Regions from separate parts of the Mus musculus genome. Here regions 2, 3 and 4 are each linked to region 1. A link is a contact called in public promoter capture Hi-C data. All regions are on one chromosome and are shown on one strand. The core of a region is the stretch at or near the end of the contact, and the rest is flanking DNA. Distances in the headings are between cores, read along the strand shown.

Region 1 (4,541 bases), core at 364-2,863:
ACTCACTCTGTAGACCAGGCTAGCCTTGAACTCAGAAATCTGCCTGCCTCTGCCTCCCAAGTGCTGGGATTAAAGGCGTGCGCCACCACGCCCGGCTTCTGACTGTAGTTTTAAGTCCTGTTCTCCAGAGGTTGTGAGCTGTGGTGTGCTCTGAGCTGTACTATCGACCATAAAAGCAGATAAGTATGCCCCCAAAATATGAGAGGAAATAAAGATTTGGAATTCATAATACTTTCGAAGCATCTCGATCCCCGTAGTGTGGTGAAAGCACCTCAGCAGTGTGCTTTCTTCTGCCTCGTTATTCAGGGGCAAGTTGATGATATTCCTATACAATGACCACAGAATCCATAAATACCTGCGTTTCATCATGAGGTACACTCAGAAAGATGCTTCACCATTTTCAACAAGCTGTGACACCATATCTTATCAATGTGTGTCTGCTCTATTTAGAGACACGGCATTGGTGGCATTCCTATACAGTGACCACAGAACTAAGCTGGGCGTGCTCACGACAGACGGACAGAGCAGGGAATGCGTATGTGGGGTCTGTTGGCTCAACTGCTGGCCTCAGGCCTCAGTTTTGCAACGATGGCATGCCAGACCTGCAGGGTATTACCATCACACTGTGTCGAGAAAAGACACACGGCGCTTGTATATGGGCGCGTCTCTGAAATCCAGGTAACATTTTGTTGATTTTAGCTCCTTAGGAAACAAGCTTTGTTCTTCCATGTCCAAAACTCTTCCTTAGACAATTTACTCATAAATTACGCCCAAACTGGATCGCTCGGACAGACAGCTCAACCTTAATTATTTGGATCGGAGATGCCACCCCCAAACAATGTTATCTCAGTGGGCCCACATTTCAAGCTCTTCTTTATAGACTTAGAATAAGATGCTCAGCCTCTGCAGTGCACCTATGTCTGTCTGTGCTTTGTCTCCCCCACCCCTGCCCCGCCCTGCAGAGCAGCTCCTAGAGGGTTGCTCACCTAACACAGAGACAAGCGAACACTGTTCAGAACCAGGAGCTTAATTATCTGCCAAGGGCTGCTGTCCCCTAAAGACACTCAGGAGAAACATGACCTGCCCGCTGCCTCTCAGGCTCCAGGTCTTGGGGGAATATTAAATCCCTGCCTTCAGCAACAGTGTCAGGTAACACAGGGCTCTAAGACACCACCTTCAGGGTTCTTGGTACTGGTTTGCTATCAACCCAGGTGGCCTGTCTTTCTACCCCAGCACACTTGGAGCCACGAATACGCCAGTCAGTCCTACCTGTGGTCAGGGCTTCAGCAGTCGCCATGTGCATGATGGTGTTGTCGCTCACTGGCCACCTCCCAGGTGAGAGCACAAGGCTGTCCAGCCCCCCTGTCTTTTGCAGCTCCTCCTGGATTGAGCCTAAAACGCTGTTCTCCCTGCAGATGTTTCCATAGCCGAGGGCATCTCCAACACTCCCCAACAGCATTGCAGCCTTGAACTTCTCCATCTTGGAAGGTGACCCCTCTTACCCTGCGGTTGCCTTTGTCCTCTCCTGGCCACCCTTAGCCAGCCCCGCTGACATTTATACTGGTCATTGTATCACCATCCAGCACTCTCCAAATGACCAGGCGTTCCTTCCCTGCCTTGGCAGGTGGCACCAATGAGATAAAGGCTCAGAGCTCACCACGTGGGAGCTGTTTGGGACACGCTGGCTCTCCAGCAAAGGAGTCTGCTGGCACCAGTGTACACCCAGCCAGCTCAGCCCAGCTCAGAGCCCGTGAGCTGTGCTACTCTGTCAGCACCTTGGTGAGTTGTGCCCCCTGCTGGCAGAGCGACATACCACAATGAGAACATACTGCTCCATCCCGGTTCCTTGACCATCTGCTCTGCCCTACCTTCAGACAGACACACTCCTTTTGCCCCTTCTTGTCTGCCCTCTTTCACTCAGCATAAAACTGAGGCCCACCCATTGTAGTTTTATGCTTTTAGAAAACTTTTCTGGCTGGGCAGTGGTGATACACGCCTCTAGTTTCAGCATTCAGCATTCAGGAGGCAGGGGCAGGTGGATCCCTGAGTTTGAGGCCAACCAGGTCTACAGAGTGAGTTCCAGGACAGCCAGGGCTACACAGAGGAACCCTGCCTCAAAAACAAAACAAAAAAAACAAAACAAAAAAAAAACCAACAACAAAAAACAAACAAAACCCATCCCTTATTATAAAATTGAGGGCTGTGGGCTGCAGTAGACCCGACAGAGCAATGTTACCTAATGTATACAAGGCCCTTGGTCTGATCCTCAGTTCCATTAAAACCATGACATGAGAGAAAACCTTACAAGAACGAGAACTCCCAGCTCCTGTGAAAAAGTGTTCTCTCACAACTTAGTGTCCAGTAAGGGGCTCCAGTGCTAACCTTTAGTGATGCGTGTCTATACAAACAAACTTCACTTGTTGTAAACATCACTGCCTGCTCATGGAATTATTAAATAATGAGGATGGATAGGTGCACTTTATAAAGCCAGGCTTCTTGGTTTGAAATGACCTAGGTCAACCACCTCCCTATACCCTGTCTCAAGCACAAACCTTGCAGCCTCAGACATTGCTGGCCCTCTTGTGACGTAAATCTGTCACCCAGAATTGGCAGTGCATCACTTGGACTTAGAATACAATTGGAAAGAACTTTAGTGTGTAACAAGACGCCCTTCCTGCTGGCCCAACTCTCAGTCTGAAGCAGTCCCACAAATCCAGAAGGTACATAGCTCCCATCCAGACAGACAAACAGCAGAAGCCAGCAGGAGCCAGCTCCCACTTACGGTGTACCAACTTATGGACAAGTGTGACCTGGCTCAAGGAGTGAGGTCCAAGGACTCTTGGGAGAGGCTTTGTTGTGGATGTTTGGAAACCACTTCTACACTATTCGGTCAAAATCACACACAAGATAAGGCTGCCTCACTAGTCTGTCTACCTGACATTCACAGAGCCCCTTCTGTTACAGGATGCTAGGCACAGCAAAAGAAGCTGGGAAGTTGACTTCTGCGCCCACAGAGCATCAAGTATGAACTGCACTGAACATTTAAACTACCACAACTCAGCACCTACGTCACTTAGACAAGGAGTATGCTGTCTCCTCTGGGAAGTGGAACAGATTACATGCATCTCCTAAACCTGTGGTGTTGGGTAAATATGTTCTAGATATAATCTTAGCTGTAGTAGCATATTCTGATAGACGGCCCCCACATTCCAGCATATTGGGCAGAGAAAGCGACCTGGAGGGATGGAGCTGTCTGTCTGTCTCCAACATGCTACTTACCTGGTGAGGATGCAATGTGGCAAGGGCTTGCTTGCTGTCACTACAGAGGCTCTTTCTGTTGCTCCAAGACAAAGCCCAGGACCTTGATGTGCACAGGTAGGTATTTGTGCAACCAAGAATAAAGGACATCACAACACCAGGGAAAATATTTTATTTACTATGTCTGAAGTTTTCAGCATTTCTGTAACATGCACAATTCAAGTGTAAATAAGAGAACAGAAAGCACAATTGTTTAAAAAGCCTTTATCAATTACTGGTATGTCACAGCCTATTGACAATCCCATAGAACTTAACTTATTTATGCTTGTTTGCCTATTTGTTTTACTGTGTGAGTACATGTGTGTGGGGAGTACATGCATTTCATGGCACATGTGTGGAGGTCAGAGGACAACTGGAGAAGTCACTTCTCCCCTCCACCACGTGGCTCGCAGGGACTGAACTCAGGCTGGGCAGCACATGCCTTCACCTGCTCAATCATATCACTGCTCCTTTCCCTGAAGAATGTTAAATCTTAGAAATAAGAATGTATTGCAGACCTTCAAGATTTAGTTCTTTGTATCTATAAACTTCTCTGAACAGAAGTTAACTACAAGTCAGGAACCCACAAAGCCTGGAAGGAAGTTGTTTTCCAGGTTTTCACTAAGTCAGTTTGGTTACGTACGCTCTCAAAGATGTCCCGGTTGTCCCTTGACAGACCTGCGCTGACAGGCCACTAGTGATGTCATCTCACGCACCGAGGGGCTGGCTTTGTGGAGACTGGTTTCCAGTTCTGACCCTCCACCTCCTGTGAGATTCCCGTTCATTAGCAATGTCCACCTCGTAGGGCACGCATGCCTCAGAGCTGCTTCCTACCCCAGGAGCAGGCCCCAGTACCAGGAGCTGCCCTACAGCACATATGGGGCATGCTTTCTGTGTTTAGGCATTGACGAGTCCCCTGTCCTGAAGTGGGCCCAGCATATCTGCCCCACGGCCCTGTAGGCTGGGCAGCAAGGCACGCGTGTGACACCAAGTCTTGGCAAGTGTGAGGTAGGGTCAGCACAGTGATGTTCGAAGCTTGACACCAGATGAGCAGGTAGGATCCAGGCCCTCTATGCCTGTGTGCATGAGTGCACGCTGACCAGAAAAACACTGGAAAAGCAGATGGTGACACGGCACGGTGACACGGCACAGACCCAGGCGCAGACAGGTGAGACAGGGCTTTGGGTGTGGATTCCTTCTGGATGACGTATGTTTGCTTCCAAATGTATATGGCTTTCGAAGGG
Region 2 (4,541 bases), core at 535-3,034, 1.5 Mb before region 1:
GACATTCCAGTTGGTGTTTCTCTACCCATGGGGAGAAGGGCATTTCCTCTCCTCAGTCTTGTAGCAGGGATTTAGAAAATGCCAAGGAAATTTGACCAAGGGTTCACCTTGGACACCAGAAGTGCTCAGCGAAGCTCCTCAATGACACAGTTGTGAGCAGGGCTACTTTCTAGGATCTCCTCCAAATAATGATTCGAAATTAGCGTGTACTGGGGTTAAAAGAAGGTGATCTGTAAGGTTATCATTTAGCAGCTCAGGGGCTTTTTTTCCAGAATGAACGGGTGTAGTCAATGGTCCAGTCTGACCGTTGGTTCCCAACTTCCTCTGTCTATTAAGTCGGCCTCTGCCTGGCTTCCTTAGGGCCACTTGACAGTCAATATATGTAGCTATCTTTGTGTACTGCGTGATAAGGCCAGACCTAGTCTAACAGGATTTAAAAATAGTAACGAGTAAATTTTTCAATTCAGCACTAGGGAAAGCTTCTTCCGGGTTGAGCAGCTTTGGTCGATAGACTCGGGCGTCGGTGATCAGTTTTGCATTGCCACTCTCTGGACCTCCACAGGGAAGCAAGATGGGAAACTGGCTGATGTGGGGCTCCTAGGGCAGGGTACCTCTCATATGTAACCAGGAAAATGGACAAAAAGTGAGGCTTGGGTCTGTCGGTGGTAAAGACACCGTAATTGCAGCAGTGGTTGGTTAGGGCTGGCTAGCGCTGCTCTGAAGGCAGCTGCCACCACAGAGAAGCTGGCCCTCAACAAACTTCACACTATTTTAATGCTTTGTTTGTGTCTGGAACAGAAATGTAGTCATTTAGCCAGAAGATGCTATTAAACGCAATCGATGGTGGTGATGGAAGCACCTGGAGAATGCAGAGAAGAGAGTCGAACCTGTGATCATTTTTTTGTTTTGTTTTTGTTTTTTGTTTTTAATTGACAGCATCGCATGGCTTCTAGCCTTGAGCAGTTACTGGATGAACGTGCGTGCCTGGCCCAGGGGAAAGGTCTCCTGGGACACTGCAAGCTTTATTTTAAACTGTCGAGGAGTGCCAGCCAGCAGGGAAAGCATAGGACCAGTGGCGGGAGTAAGTGGAAATATGTGTCGATTGACGGTGAGCCCTCACCTACTCCCCCCTTCCCCCAAGGCTCCTGTCACACATCCTTTGCGCTGGAAGAGGACGCCCAAGTTCTGGGCCTAAGCGTGGACAGCACGCTTTCCAGCGGACACCCACCCGAGGTTGCGATGTGCTCTTGATCGCTGGACACGTCACCGTCAATTTCACAAGGAGTCATGCAAGGCTTCTGGCTACTAAGGTCGTCCGCGCCCGCCGCCCCCCATCTCCGCTCCCGCCCCCCGCCTCCAGTGGCCTTGCAGCCAGCCGCTTAGCATCGCGCCCGCGTTCCCGACGCTCGTTCCTGCCCGAGTGAGACCCATCTGGTCACAGATCTAACGAGCATGTGCGTGCCATCCCCGCCGGCTGGCGAGGTGGCGAAGAGACGCCCGCGCCCCGCAGTCGGCGGGCTAGCTCAAGAGAGCATTCTGGGAAGCGCTTACTAATCGCGCGCCGCCCTACCCACAAAGGCGCGCAGCCCCGGGGCGCGCGGGCGGCGCAGGTGAGCGGGGGGCGCGCCAGCTGTCGTGCGCCGGGGCTGGCGCGGGGTGCGCGCGGGCGGCCGCCGCGTCTTTCTTCTCCGGTGATGTCATCGGGCGACGGCGGCCGCGGCCGGGGGGCGGCGGCGGGGGCGGTGCCGGGCGCCCGCAGGTTCCTGCGCCGCTAATGAAAAGGCACTTGACAGCGGGCCAGGGCGCGCGCGAGCCCGCGGAGCGGAGCGGGACCTGCTGGGCCGGCCGGGCCAATCGCCGGCGCGCGGCCGCCCATGGGCGCGGAGGCGGCGGGGGCGCGGGTGGCCGCGGCCCGGGCCGCTCCGAGGTGATCGCGCGCGGCGCCCCCTCTGTGCGCGCAGCCCGAGCCGCCGCAGCGATGAATTCTGCCGAGCAGACCGTTACGTGGCTCATCACCCTGGGCGTGCTGGAGTCGCCCAAGAAAACCATCTCGGACCCTGAGGTCTTCTTGCAGGCGTCGCTCAAGGACGGGGTGGTCCTATGCCGGCTGCTGGAGCGCCTGCTGCCCGGGACCATCGAGAAAGTAAGTGGCCATGGCACGGTCTTCGGGTGGGTCCCCGGCCCGGGCGGGCGGCGGGCGGCGGGGCGCGCGGGAGCACCTGGCGCGCGCCGGCTCGGGGCCCGCGCGCCCTCCTTTGTGCGCGGACCCGGCGGCGCGCAAGGCGCGGGGACCGGCGGCGGGAGTTCGGGGCGCCATTGTGTGCGGGGCGCCGGGAAGGGGACCCGCCCTGAGAGCACAGACAGCGGAGGGGGCCGCGGTGACGCTCGGGGCCGGCTCGGGGTCACGAGAAGGAGAGTTGGCTGTGCCGGCGGCGGTGGGGTTCTGCTCCACCCTAACGTGAAGTTGGGAGGTCGGCTTCGCCCCTCGCCGACACCGATCGGAAAACCTCGTCTCTGTGCCGCGCAGCTTTCTGCGATGGCTTTGTTTGAACGGTTTCGTCGCTGCCTTTGCAGTCTGACTCTTGCGTTGAATGGACCGGTGGCTGGGCATGTTTAAAGGATGCATCAAAAGCCAAGGGAGGGCCGAGCTGTGAAATGACTTACTGCCTTCCCCATCAAGGGATTCTTCACTCAGCCAAGCCTGCAGAACAGCGCACACAGGGTGCTGAAGCCCGATTTCTTTGGGGATGGGTCAGAATTTTTATCCTCACTGCCTGCTAGATTTGGAGCTGTCTGCCTGCTGCTGCTGGCTGCTGGCTCCCTGGCTCTGCAGTGTGAACCTTGACCACCGCTCTGGGTGACCAAAGTTTGTTTTCGTTTGTAAGCTCACAGAGCGGGCCGGGTCAGGGGTTGGGAGCACTTCTAAGAACAACCATGTTTTATAGGTCAAAAAATAATAAAGTCCTGTGTTCAAGATTATGCCAATACACAGTTTACAAGAAAACTTAAGATCCTTAGTAATTTAAAAGGTGTTAAGTACAGAAATGGAAGTGTCCCATAATTAGGAAGAAGTAACACTTCTTAATGGAGTACACACACACACACACACACACACACACACACATGCACATACACACAGACAGGCCCTAGGCAGGACACTCTGTTAATGCATATTAAGTGACCTGAAAAAGCAGAAATTCTAATTGTATTCATAAATTGGCATGCTGCAGTGTCAGAAAACATTTACCATGAGTTCCACATGCGTACCACAGGTTTTAGGTGTTTTCTTGAACATTGTATTGAAAACGACATGCATCTTAGAAGGACTAACTGATGTGGGAAACACTGTTTATAAGTGGGGCAGATCAATAAAGTTACAATTTTAAGATGCAACGACTGAAGAGAGCAGGGTGTGACTTGCCAGACACTGAGAAAACCCGGCTGTCCCCTGGCCATTGGTGATAATAAAAGACAGACGTCTGAGTGAGACACATGCTAAGGTTCTTAAAGATAACCCTGTTCTGTTTCTGAGGCAAAGCTGTAAAAAGATTCCTGTGCTATGTCAATGGACATGTTCCCATCCATGAACACGTCACGTGACATGTTTGCAGCGTTGATGTGGTCAGGCAAACTTCAAAAATTCATATTCTATTTTAAATTCTAGAAAGATCCCGTGAGGAAGTTGCAGCGCCTCTTTCATCTCTGACACAACACAGAGAGAGATGAATAAAAAGGGCTAGCCTCTGGCAGCTAGATTGGTCTCAAACATTCTGAAACTACAGTCGAGTGGAAATCTCTTGGGTCGGTGTTGTTTTAACTCTCTTTTTGAAGGCTGATGACCCTGTACAGATAGTCCCTGGCTCTTGAGTGAGGGGTATTTGTGGGGAGTAAACCATCAGCCACTGTCTGAAATTCTGGATTCCACGAGTTTGCATCTGCCATGAAGTCATCCGCACTTGGCAATGAATGCCTGCATGGAATCACATTTGTCTTGAAGCACATGTGTGGGGCAGCTTTTGCTTCCGTGCTGGAATGCCAGAGGGAGACCCTCTCTCCTTAAAAAGGAAATGCCTGGAAACAGAGCTGAACTTATGTGCGGCACGTGAAGGGTCTTAGCTGGACCCATTGCTACGTGGGCATGCTGACACTGGAGGGTTGTGAGCAGCGTAGGACTTCCCTTTCTCAAGTTCATGAGTTTAAAATGGAGTCCAGGCCTGGGAATGAGTGCCGAAGGAAGGCTTCCCATGTGTCTTTTATTAAGAGCACGTCCTGTTGTGTTTCACAACTGGGTTGGCTAGCGGGGACGGGACATTCCTTGAGCTCCAGCTCAGGCAAAGAAAATGGTGGGTTAGGGTCCCTTTCCTGAAGCCTCTGTGTTTACTTCTCTTTGGAGGCGAGAGGAGTGAGCTACAGACTGGTGGTAAGGGGTTCTGCTAACTGCTGCCTGCTGCCTGCCACGGCTCTTGGTTGCAGGAAAGAGGGAGGCTGGGATTGGCAAGTTTCCCCAGCTCTGGGGATCAAACTTTTGCCCTTTGATTGTT
Region 3 (4,541 bases), core at 1,429-3,928, 1.5 Mb before region 1:
GGGGAGATACAGCATATACATCTGTGCCCCCTCCAGATAGGGAGCCCCAAACAGACCCAAGTATGGATACCACCAAAACCCAACTCGGTGAACCAGTGAGTTTTATTACAGGAATATAGATAGTGGGTTACTCACAGATGCAGAAATGGCTCAAAGACATCACTGGTGCCCGCCCCTATATGGGTGAGAGTTCAAAAAGCTGGGAACCTGGAGCTCACTGCCCAGCCTGCAGGCAGATCAACAGGTTGGAGAGCGTCCTCCCCGGGTTCCTCAGTTGCTCTAAGCCTCTTCCAAGGAAGCAGTGTGTTTCTCCCAAGCAGCTGGTCTGGCCTCAGAGTCTCCTTTGCAGCTCGGCTTGTTTGAGAGTGCCCCTCAGATTAGCTGCACACATCTGAGGGGCACTCTCAGCTTTTATTACTTACTCTTGTGGGCCTGGTGAATCTGGTCAGTTTCAGGGACTTCCTGAGGCTATTCTGAGTTGATCACCTTCCGCTTAAGGAGCTTTCCTGCAGGATGGAGTGTTGCAATCCCAGAGGAAACTCACAGGAGAGCATTCCAGAGAGCAGGGGAGCCCTAGGGCAGCAGCCTCAAGCAGAAACAGGCCTGTCGCAACCGGAAGAGTTGTGGTCTTTAGGTAAAGCCAAGGAGATGGTTCATTCCTGTGTCATTCACTCTCAAGACTGTGTTTCCAAGGAGATAGTTTAGGGATTCTTTAATCCTTACATCAGAATAGTCTGTCCTAAACTGCAGGTTTGGGTGGACCGTGTCTCCCAGCATACCCAGGATGAGCATCCATTGCCTAGACCTTTCATAGCAGATGCATGCTGATGTCCAGACAATGACAGAGCCACAGGAGGTATGTCTCAGGCTATGGACCAGGACTGTTGACTTTTTGTAATCAGACATTACAACAGCCATTGGCACCATGTTTGGGGCTAAGGTCAAGCCAACACTGGTACTTAGAGGCTTTTAGACACAGGTCTTTAATTTACTAATTCACTGAAAAAAAAATTAAGTGGCTATACATATCATACTCACTTAGATTTGTCCCTCTGGTGGTTTGAATGAGACTGGCCTCTATACTCTTCTGTACTTATTTGGCTCCCAGTTCATGGACTGTTTAGGGAGAATTAGGAGGTGTGTTCTTGTCAGAGGAGGTGATGTCACCGAGGACTGGGCTTTGACTGAGCTCTCAGCTACTGCTCCGGCGTCATGTTCCCCTCCATGTTGGTCATGGAGGGGTGGTCTTTGAAACTGTAGGCAAGTCCCCCATCAAATACCTTCTTCTATAAACTGCCTTGGTCTTGGTGCAACCTCACAGCAGTAGAACAATAACGAAGATTGTTCCCAAGACCGTTTATCATTGCAGAGCGCAGGGAGATAGCTGTATGGGGCAGAGTCATCACAAGACACCCCAGATCAGGTTCTCAGCTGAAGATGTATTTATCCCAGAGAGTTAAGGGCAGGGAATAAGAGACAAAGACAGGAGATGGAGGATGAGGAGGAAAGGGAAAAGAGCAAGAGAGAAGAGGAAGAGATATTTGCCCAGGAGGGAGAAAGGACTGCCTCTGGACAGAGAGAAGACAGATATGGCCTGTAGGAAAATGGCCAATGGTATGAAGGCAAAAAGTGAAATTTGAGTTAGGATATCTTTAATTTAATTGGGCATGTTAATTAGGCAGGCCAAAGGGGGTTTTGATTGCTAGACTTCAATACTTTGATAGCTGGACCTTGGTGGTCAGCTTCAGGAGGAGGAAGTGGGCAAATAAGGGACTAGACCTTGGTGGGTAGCTTTAGGAACGTAATCTAACAGTTTAGCGAGGCAGAGGGAATGGGGAAGGGCAAGGCCTGCCAGAGCTGTACTTGCCAGTGCTCCTGCCTGCTGGGGCCCCTCAGTTCCACCCTTTGTTTTATTATTGGGTTTTATTATTAGGTATTGGGTAAGTGGGTATCGTTCTCTCTGGCTGCTTTCTGCTGACACTGGAGTGTCATCAGGGACCCAAGGAAGCTGGGTTGCTGGTCGAGGCCAGGAAGAACAGGCTGTTTCAGTCGATCTCCAGGTTCTGTGGGACCATCTGAAGCTAGGGAAGTGCACTCTGTGAGGATGGGCCTGGATGTACATTTTGAGGAAATAGTTGGAATTGTTGGAGCAATCTGTAGTTGATTTGAAGTCTGCTGGAACAGATAGAGACAGGGAAAGTTAAGTAGTTTAGATTTTTTTTTTTAAAATTTTGGATGTACATTTGAAACGTTTAGGCCCATAGTTCTGGTAGTTGGAATGAGGAATCCCAAGGCCAGAGAATGGGGAAGAGATTTTTGCCCTTAGGAAGAAGTAGGTGAGGAAACAGGCCTACTTCCTGTAGGTTGACTGGAGTGCTTATCTGGAGTTGTTGAGAGGAGCCAGGGAAATTTAGATTGGCTGCGTAAGGTTAATTGGAGAACACCTGTCATCTGTAAGCAAAATGCTCTGTAAACTCTGTGCATGACAGGTTTGCGGTGCCTAGTGTCAAGGAGGGAAAGTGCACAGGAGAGAGGGAGGGCAAGGATGAGGGGGAGGGGAGCGTGGGCAGTGGGGCAGTTTGCATCCGGAAGTCAGGGCGGCTGTTCCTGAGGTGTGTCAGTTGAACAGAAACTGGTGTGAACACCCTGGAGGAGAGTGACCTGGCAGAGAGGAGAGCAAGCAAAAAAGTCTTATGGTAGGAGGGGCCTGCCCAGGCCCTGGAAGAACAGGGTTGGCACAAGTGAGACAGCAGCTGACTGGTGGAGTTAGAGCGGGAGCCTGAACTTAGAGCACAGGCCCGAGGGGCTGGCTGTGATCAGACTTCTCAGAGCTGCCTGAGGTTCCCAGAGACATCGAGCACAAAGTACAAGTTCCTGTATTGTCCCCCTTTGGTCCCCCACAGCCTCCCCATGTCAGCACCCCCCATAGGCATGGTGCGCCTGGTTACAACTAATGGCAAATATTGATATGTGATTATTGTCCCAGAGATGAGTAATCAGAGCTTCCTGACCCCAGGGACCGAGGCCACAAAGTTGAAGATCCCAGGGCCACCCTTGGTAAGAGCTTTTGTGTCATGTCATAGCAGGACAGAAGGGCAGGTGAGCACTTAAGGGGCAGAGAGAAGCCGGCCAGACCACCCCCTCTCATTAGACACCTCCGCCTGCTGTGGCTGTTAGCCCTCCAAGAGGTCAGATTTCAGCATGAGCTGCAGGGACATTGAGATAATAGCAATTAGTAGCCCAGGTTCAGTTTCCTAGGCTCCACTCAGCTCGGTTCTTGACAAGTGTGTAATGGTGTACATGTGCTTCACAGCATAGCAGGGCACAGCCTCTCTGCCACCAGATCCCTGCCTCTCCGTGTCCTCCTGCAGCCATGGGCAGCTACTGACCTTCAAATGTACCCAACGTCTGTCTCCGGACACGGCCTAGACGCATGGTGTTTTTTCCAGGTGTTGTCTTCAAGGGCAGACTCGGAGGCCCGTCTTACTTTGACCCTGTAGCTGTGATCAACAACTTGGGTTTATTTATCTTACAACTCTCAGGTCACTCCATTACTGGGGGGAGGGGGAGTCAAGGCAGGAACTGAAGCAGAGGGGAGGGCAGAATGCTGTTCACTGGCTGGCTTTTCATGGCTGGCTCAGTCTGCTTTCCTAGAGCTCCCAGTACTACCTACCCAGGGGCAGCACTCCCCACAGTGGGCTAAGCCCTTCCAATCAATCTTTGACCAAGAAAATACTACCATATGCTTGCTTGATGCTATGGCTTGGGCCAGTGTCCCTCAGAGCCTGCATGTTAAAGCTTGTTCACCAAGCTCTGGAAGACCGTAGAACCTTTAAGCGGTGGGTGAGGCGTGACCACTGAGGGTGAGCTCCTGAAGGAGAGGCAAGTCCTTGGTCTTTTCCTCTTCCTCTCTCTGCTCTTTGGCTGCCATGAATGAACGAACAGCTTCCTCTGCTGTGCAACCCTGCTGTCATGTGCTGTCTTCACATAAGACTCAAACCCCTGGGACCGAGGAACCAAACCTGAGCTATGAGCACAGACAAGCTTTTCCTCTTTATGACGTGTGCGTTGTCTCTGGTGTTTGTTATAGTAGTGGAAAGCTGACGAATTCTTGACACCAATGAGCTGTCCATTCAGATCTTACTTGCCTTTCTGTGTTTTAGATTTAGTTTATGTCCGTGGCTTTGTACTATGTGCACACAGCTCATCTAGAAGCCAGAAGAGGGCATTGGAGTCTCTAGAACTGTAGTTAAGACTGCTTGCTGTGAGCCATCATGTGGGTGCTGGGACTTGAATCTGGGTCCTCTGCAAGAACAGCCAGTGAGTGCTCTTAACTGTTGAGCCAGCAATCCCACCCCCTTTACTCATATTTTAAATTGAGCTATTTGTTGTCTATTTTTTGAGTTTTTAAGAGTTCTTTCTTTCTTTTTTTAAAGATTTGTTTATTATTATAGATAAGTAAACTGTAGCTGACTTCAGATGCACCAGAAGAGGGCATCAGATCTCATTACAGGTGGTTGTGAGCAGCCATATGGTTGCTG
Region 4 (4,541 bases), core at 1,020-3,519, 1.5 Mb before region 1:
ATACTTACACTGCGATCCTTGAGAACAATAAATGTCTAAAGACTTTGTTTTCCTAGGCCTTTCTTTTATCTTCAGTGCATGTTTTGTGGGGGGGGATCCAGGCATCACACTGTCTGATCAAAGTCTCTGTTTCCCACATGTTTAGCTCAGGTTTTAGATCCAGTCAGGATAAAGCTCATGTACTAAGTTGGGATATGTCTTACATGCAGGCTAAGTCCATTACCTCAGTGCCTGAAACGAGAACTTTGTGGGATTCTGGAATTTGGGAAATATTTGCATAGATTTCACTGGTTTGAATATCCCTAAACTCAAACTCTGAAATGGCCCAAAGTGTAAACCCACAGCATCATGGTAGTGCTCAAAACGTTTAATAGTCTCGATCACTTTGAGTCTGGGCTGTTTTGCTTCGGGATGCTCAGCTGCATACAAGAACGCGTGGGTTTTATCTAGTTCAGTGAGCTTCAGCAAGTGTGCTGACCCGGGTAGCCTTGTACCCAAATTAGAATTCAGAGCCAGTCTGTCCCCTACCCTCCTCTCCTGGTCATTGTAGGTTAGTTTTCTGCTCCTAGACTAGCTGGATGAGTTGTGTGTGTGGTACTTGCTGGTGGCTTGTTCTGCACCATACAGCATTTTAAGAGTCACATCTGCCCATAGATGCTTTTGAGAGTGTCTACAGTCTGTCCTTTGTAATTTAAGTAGACCTGGCCTGGCTTGTCCAAGGATGGACTTTGGCACTTTGACAAAATCTAGGTATGCCTGTTGTCAGTAAGACAAAGTCAGACCTCTGGCCTTCATAATTCATCAACTAGGGTTAGCAGTTAATAACCACAAAAGAATAATGCCAGTAAGTGTGTTAGTATTGCATGTCAGCAACAAAGAGACTGGCTCAATGGGTTGGACTTGCTGGAGCTCATAACCTGTCAGATGCCTCTTGCCATGTGAGTGACGGCCATGTCTCACCAGGTGCTACAGAACATCCTGGAAACAGAGCATGAGTATTCCAAGGAGCTGCAGTCTGTGCTGTCCACCTACCTGCGGCCACTGCAGACCAGTGACAAGTAAGTTGGCCAGAACATGCGTGCGTTGACTGCCTGCTGGCTGGTCCCCCTGTCTGTGTTTGCAGAGGAGGGAGGAGGGTGAGGTGGTGGGTGGAGGTCAGAGTGCCCGCTTGCTGCGGGCACAGCATCGTGTTCATCAGACTAGGGCCCTTAATAACACTTTGTGGGAGGAAGTCAGACCACTGACAGTCTTCTACTTTGGTTTTTCTTGGCCTTAGGTTGAGTTCAGCAAACACTTCATATTTAATGGGAAATCTAGAGGAAATATCTTCCTTCCAGCAAGTGCTTGTACAGTCCCTAGAAGAATGCACGAAGTAAGTAAACCAGCTGAAGCGCTTACAGATGCAAGTGCGTTTAGTTGCTATCAAAAGCACCAAGTCCAGCCGGGCGTGGTGCCGCACGCCTATAATCCCAGCACTCGGGAGGCAGGGGCAGGTGGATTTCTGAGTTCGAGGCCAGCCTGGTCTACAAAGTGAGTTCCAGGACAGCCAGGGCTATACAGAGAAACCCTGTCTCGAAAAACCAAAAAAAAAAAAAAAAAAAAAAAGGCATGAAGTTTAACATAATTTTAGAATTAACAGTTCTGAAGATATAAAAAAGCTAGTTTTTTTTTTTTTTTTTTTTCTTTAAGTAGTTTTGTAGTAGAAGCTGTGAATTAGGCTGGCTGGGTTTTATGACATGGTTTTTAGCCTGGGAAAGACTTCAGGAGAGTGAGAGTTTAAGCTGATGAAGGAGGGCACAGCAGGCTTAACTGTTTACATGCCGTGTGCTGTGGAGGGTAGTTTTTTTCCAGTGTTTTCTTCTAGTTTTGTGTTACTCTGGCCTGCAAATAACCATGTCTGGGTAGCATGGCTTGGGCTTGTAGAAGTAAGCACAGGGTTACTTTTCATATATGCTCTTTATTTACTGAGTTCCTAACATGTGCCAGGCAGTAATCTCAATGTTTATTCATTAACTCCTTTAAATGGCCTATGGAGGGAGGTGGGGGTTAAGATACAAAGAGTAGTGGACTAGAATGTGGCCGGGCTCACTCCCGCAGTGGGAAGTACCCATCGGTTCTGAGATGACCCCCACGCCCCCACCCTGCTCCCCCAGATTCTCCAGAGCTGCTTCTCCCTTGCTTTTGGTGGTTGAGTGTTCTCAGAATGTGTTTGGCCGTCAGCTTTCCTCTCACATACTGTTTCAGTTGACAGGATTCCTTTCTTACGATTCACTGCATTCCTGCTAGATGGCATAAAGAGTTTTCCCCATTCAATACCAGCGACACTGCTGTGGGAATGTTAACCGTGGCTTATTAATTTCCTTCTATAATAAAATGAATTCTGGGGCCAGAGAGATGGCTAGGTGGGTAGAGCTGCTTGTCTCCAAGTCAGAGGACTTGACTTCTGTCCCCAGGACCTTCCTATATAAGAGATCTCTGAACAAGAGACTTCTGATCTCTCCACAGGGGCTGTGGTGTGTGCACAGACATGTATGTGTACACAAGTGTAAAAACATTTTTTTAATAAATTTGGGCTGGCAAGATGACTCAGCGGGTAAGAGCACTAACTGCTCTTCCAGAGGTCCTGAGTTCAAATCCCAGCAACCACATGGTGGCTCACAACCATCTGTAATGAGATCTGACGCCCTCTTCTGGTGTGTGAGGTCAGCTACAGTGTACTTATGTATAATAATAAATAAATCTTAAAAAAATAAACTCTGAGAATCTTCATTGTGTCTTAAAAGGTTTCAAATAAGGTGTACAGAAGTTTAGAATTTTCTTGTATTTTATTATGAAAAACAAATTAACATTCTGTTAAAATAGATAATAGATCCTCACTTTGGGGACAATGGGGATGTTATTGAACTAAAATACTCAGTGTGGTAATAGTAAAAGTGTCTCGCAATAGTAAAAGCTACCCCAACACACCAGCTCTTGTTCCTTGCAGAGTACAGGCTGCTGCTGCTGCTTACCTGCATTTTGAGACAGGGGCCTGGAGTTAATAAGAGGACCTGGGTTCTATTCCCAGTACCCACATGGCAGCTCACAGGCACCTGCAACCCCAGTTCCAGGGGATCCAACTCCTAATTTTTGGCCTCCACAAGCAGCCATGAGTTACACAGGCATATATGCCAGCAGAACACCCATACATAAAAAATTATAAAAAGAAAAAACAGAGACAAGATCTTGATAAGGCTCCAGGCTTGAGCTGAGTCTCTCAGTAGTCCAGGCTGCCTCTACTCCTGCTCCTCCTGCCAGTGTCCTTTGTGAGTGGGATCATAGTGTAACCTGCAGCAGCAGGTTTCAGAGAAGTCAGGATGCTGCTGAGATTTGGGGCAAGGCCCCAAGCCCAGCTTTGAGGTGCTTTTGTCTTGAGGCAGCGTCAAGTTTGCTGTCGGCTGGGCCTGGAGTGTGGCCTAAGGCAGAGAGACAGTAGACACAGTCCTGGAAGAGACACAGTGGGGTCTGGGGTTGGAGTTTCAGAGCCACCCTCCCCCAGTCTGTTGAGTTGAGTTGAGTCTGCTCTCTCAGACCCTGGTAGGTGGCTGTGGTTCACGCTCCTGCAGTCTCCTAGTCCTGGTCTCACTTACGAAGTCATAGTGAAGCGCAGGCGACTGCTGGCCTGGGAGTGCCTCCTGTGCTACCTCTGCCTGCAGGCTGGTGTCACCTCTGCTCCCAGACACTGTCTGCGGGAAGTCTCTCTTGGACAGGAGCTTCCCACCTGTTTCTCTTTTCTCCTTGTCTTTCTCTTGTCAGGCAGGTGTCTGGCCGTCGAGTGAGTCAGTTGAAGGCAGAGAGCCTCTCAGCCCTCTGTGAAGCTTCGGGTGGCTGTTGCTAGGCTCCAACGTGAGATGCTGTGTTGTCTGGGTTAGGGCTTACCAGTGAAGTGTGGGAACCACTTCCTGCACGGACACTCACATCTGTGTGCCTTGGCCGTTCTGCCCAGTCCTATGGTTATTTCTTTGATTTGCCTGTGCTTGTGTCTTTTCCATTTTGGAACTTTGGTGTGGTGCACAGCAGTATGTCCCTTGGTCATGTCCTCTGCTTTCTTTTCTGGTTCCTAGGACTCCATTCTCCCACTGTCCAATTCTTGTCACTGCTTTGTGTTGTGTTTATTTGCATTGCAGGGGATTGTTGTCAGAGCCTTAAGTGTGCCTAGTACACACTCCGCCAATGTCCTGATCCCAGCCCTGGGTCACACAAATGCTCCGTGCAAGTCCTCAGTTGTCTCAGGTTTAAGATACAGTATCCCTGTGCCTTTTCTCAGGAGCAAATTATATTTGATGCTTTCTGAACATAGCCTAGTCTGCCTTCTTTTTAGCTCCATGTCATTTTGTTAGTTTTTGCTCGCTCCTTCCTTCCTTCCTCCCTTCCTCCCTTCCTCCCCCCCCCCCCCCCCCGCGCGCCTTCTTTCTTTTTGTGAAAGTCTTTGTCATTCTTCCTTGCCTACTGTCTTAGTTAGGGTTACCGTTGCTGTGATGAAACACTGTGGTCAGAAGCAT

What was found. Promoter capture Hi-C pulls out the DNA fragments that hold promoters and counts their contacts.
Region 2: a contact with region 1 is called in a promoter capture Hi-C map of stem cell-derived epiblast-like cells, with 4 times the contacts expected there. The contact joins the promoter of Arhgef7 here to the promoter of Adprhl1 in region 1. A contact is called at or near these places in 1 of 39 promoter capture datasets (stem cell-derived epiblast-like cells) and 1 of 115 datasets of contacts at active chromatin or transcription factors (cardiomyocytes).
Region 3: a contact with region 1 is called in a promoter capture Hi-C map of liver, with 5 times the contacts expected there. The contact joins the enhancer-like site here to the promoter of Adprhl1 in region 1. A contact is called at or near these places in 4 of 39 promoter capture datasets (the 3T3-L1 cell line, embryonic stem cells, liver and 1 more).
Region 4: a promoter capture Hi-C map of embryonic stem cells shows a contact between it and region 1, with 4 times the contacts expected there. The contact joins the enhancer-like site here to the promoter of Adprhl1 in region 1. A contact is called at or near these places in 10 of 39 promoter capture datasets (the 3T3-L1 cell line, the C10 cell line, the HPC-7 cell line and 6 more).

The regions. Positions count from the first base shown.
Region 1 is chr8:13,252,549-13,257,089 of GRCm38.p6, forward strand. It overlaps Adprhl1 (ADP-ribosylhydrolase like 1), which reads right to left and starts at 1,614. Exons shown (of 7, transcript NM_172750.4): 1 at 1,270-1,614. The coding sequence starts at 1,480. It overlaps Dcun1d2 (DCN1, defective in cullin neddylation 1, domain containing 2 (S. cerevisiae)), which reads right to left. Exons shown (of 7, transcript NM_001024504.2): 7 at 3,415-4,541.
Region 2 is chr8:11,726,274-11,730,814 of GRCm38.p6, forward strand. It overlaps Arhgef7 (Rho guanine nucleotide exchange factor (GEF7)), which reads left to right and starts at 1,785. Exons shown (of 22, transcript NM_001372321.1): 1 at 1,785-2,143. The coding sequence starts at 1,979.
Region 3 is chr8:11,744,418-11,748,958 of GRCm38.p6, forward strand. The region is part of intron 1 of Arhgef7 (Rho guanine nucleotide exchange factor (GEF7)); the gene reads left to right. Among named protein-coding and RNA genes, the nearest start is that of Arhgef7, 19 kb to the left of the region's middle. Within about 2 kb of position 2,679, at least 15 of the 459 cell types and tissues checked have an H3K27ac peak or open chromatin away from gene starts, as enhancers often do. A contact at or near this core is called in liver, where this site is marked.
Region 4 is chr8:11,799,497-11,804,037 of GRCm38.p6, forward strand. It overlaps Arhgef7 (Rho guanine nucleotide exchange factor (GEF7)), which reads left to right. Exons shown (of 22, transcript NM_001372321.1): 7 at 964-1,058; 8 at 1,277-1,372. Among named protein-coding and RNA genes, the nearest start is that of Tex29, 39 kb to the right of the region's middle. Within about 2 kb of position 2,270, at least 44 of the 459 cell types and tissues checked have an H3K27ac peak or open chromatin away from gene starts, as enhancers often do.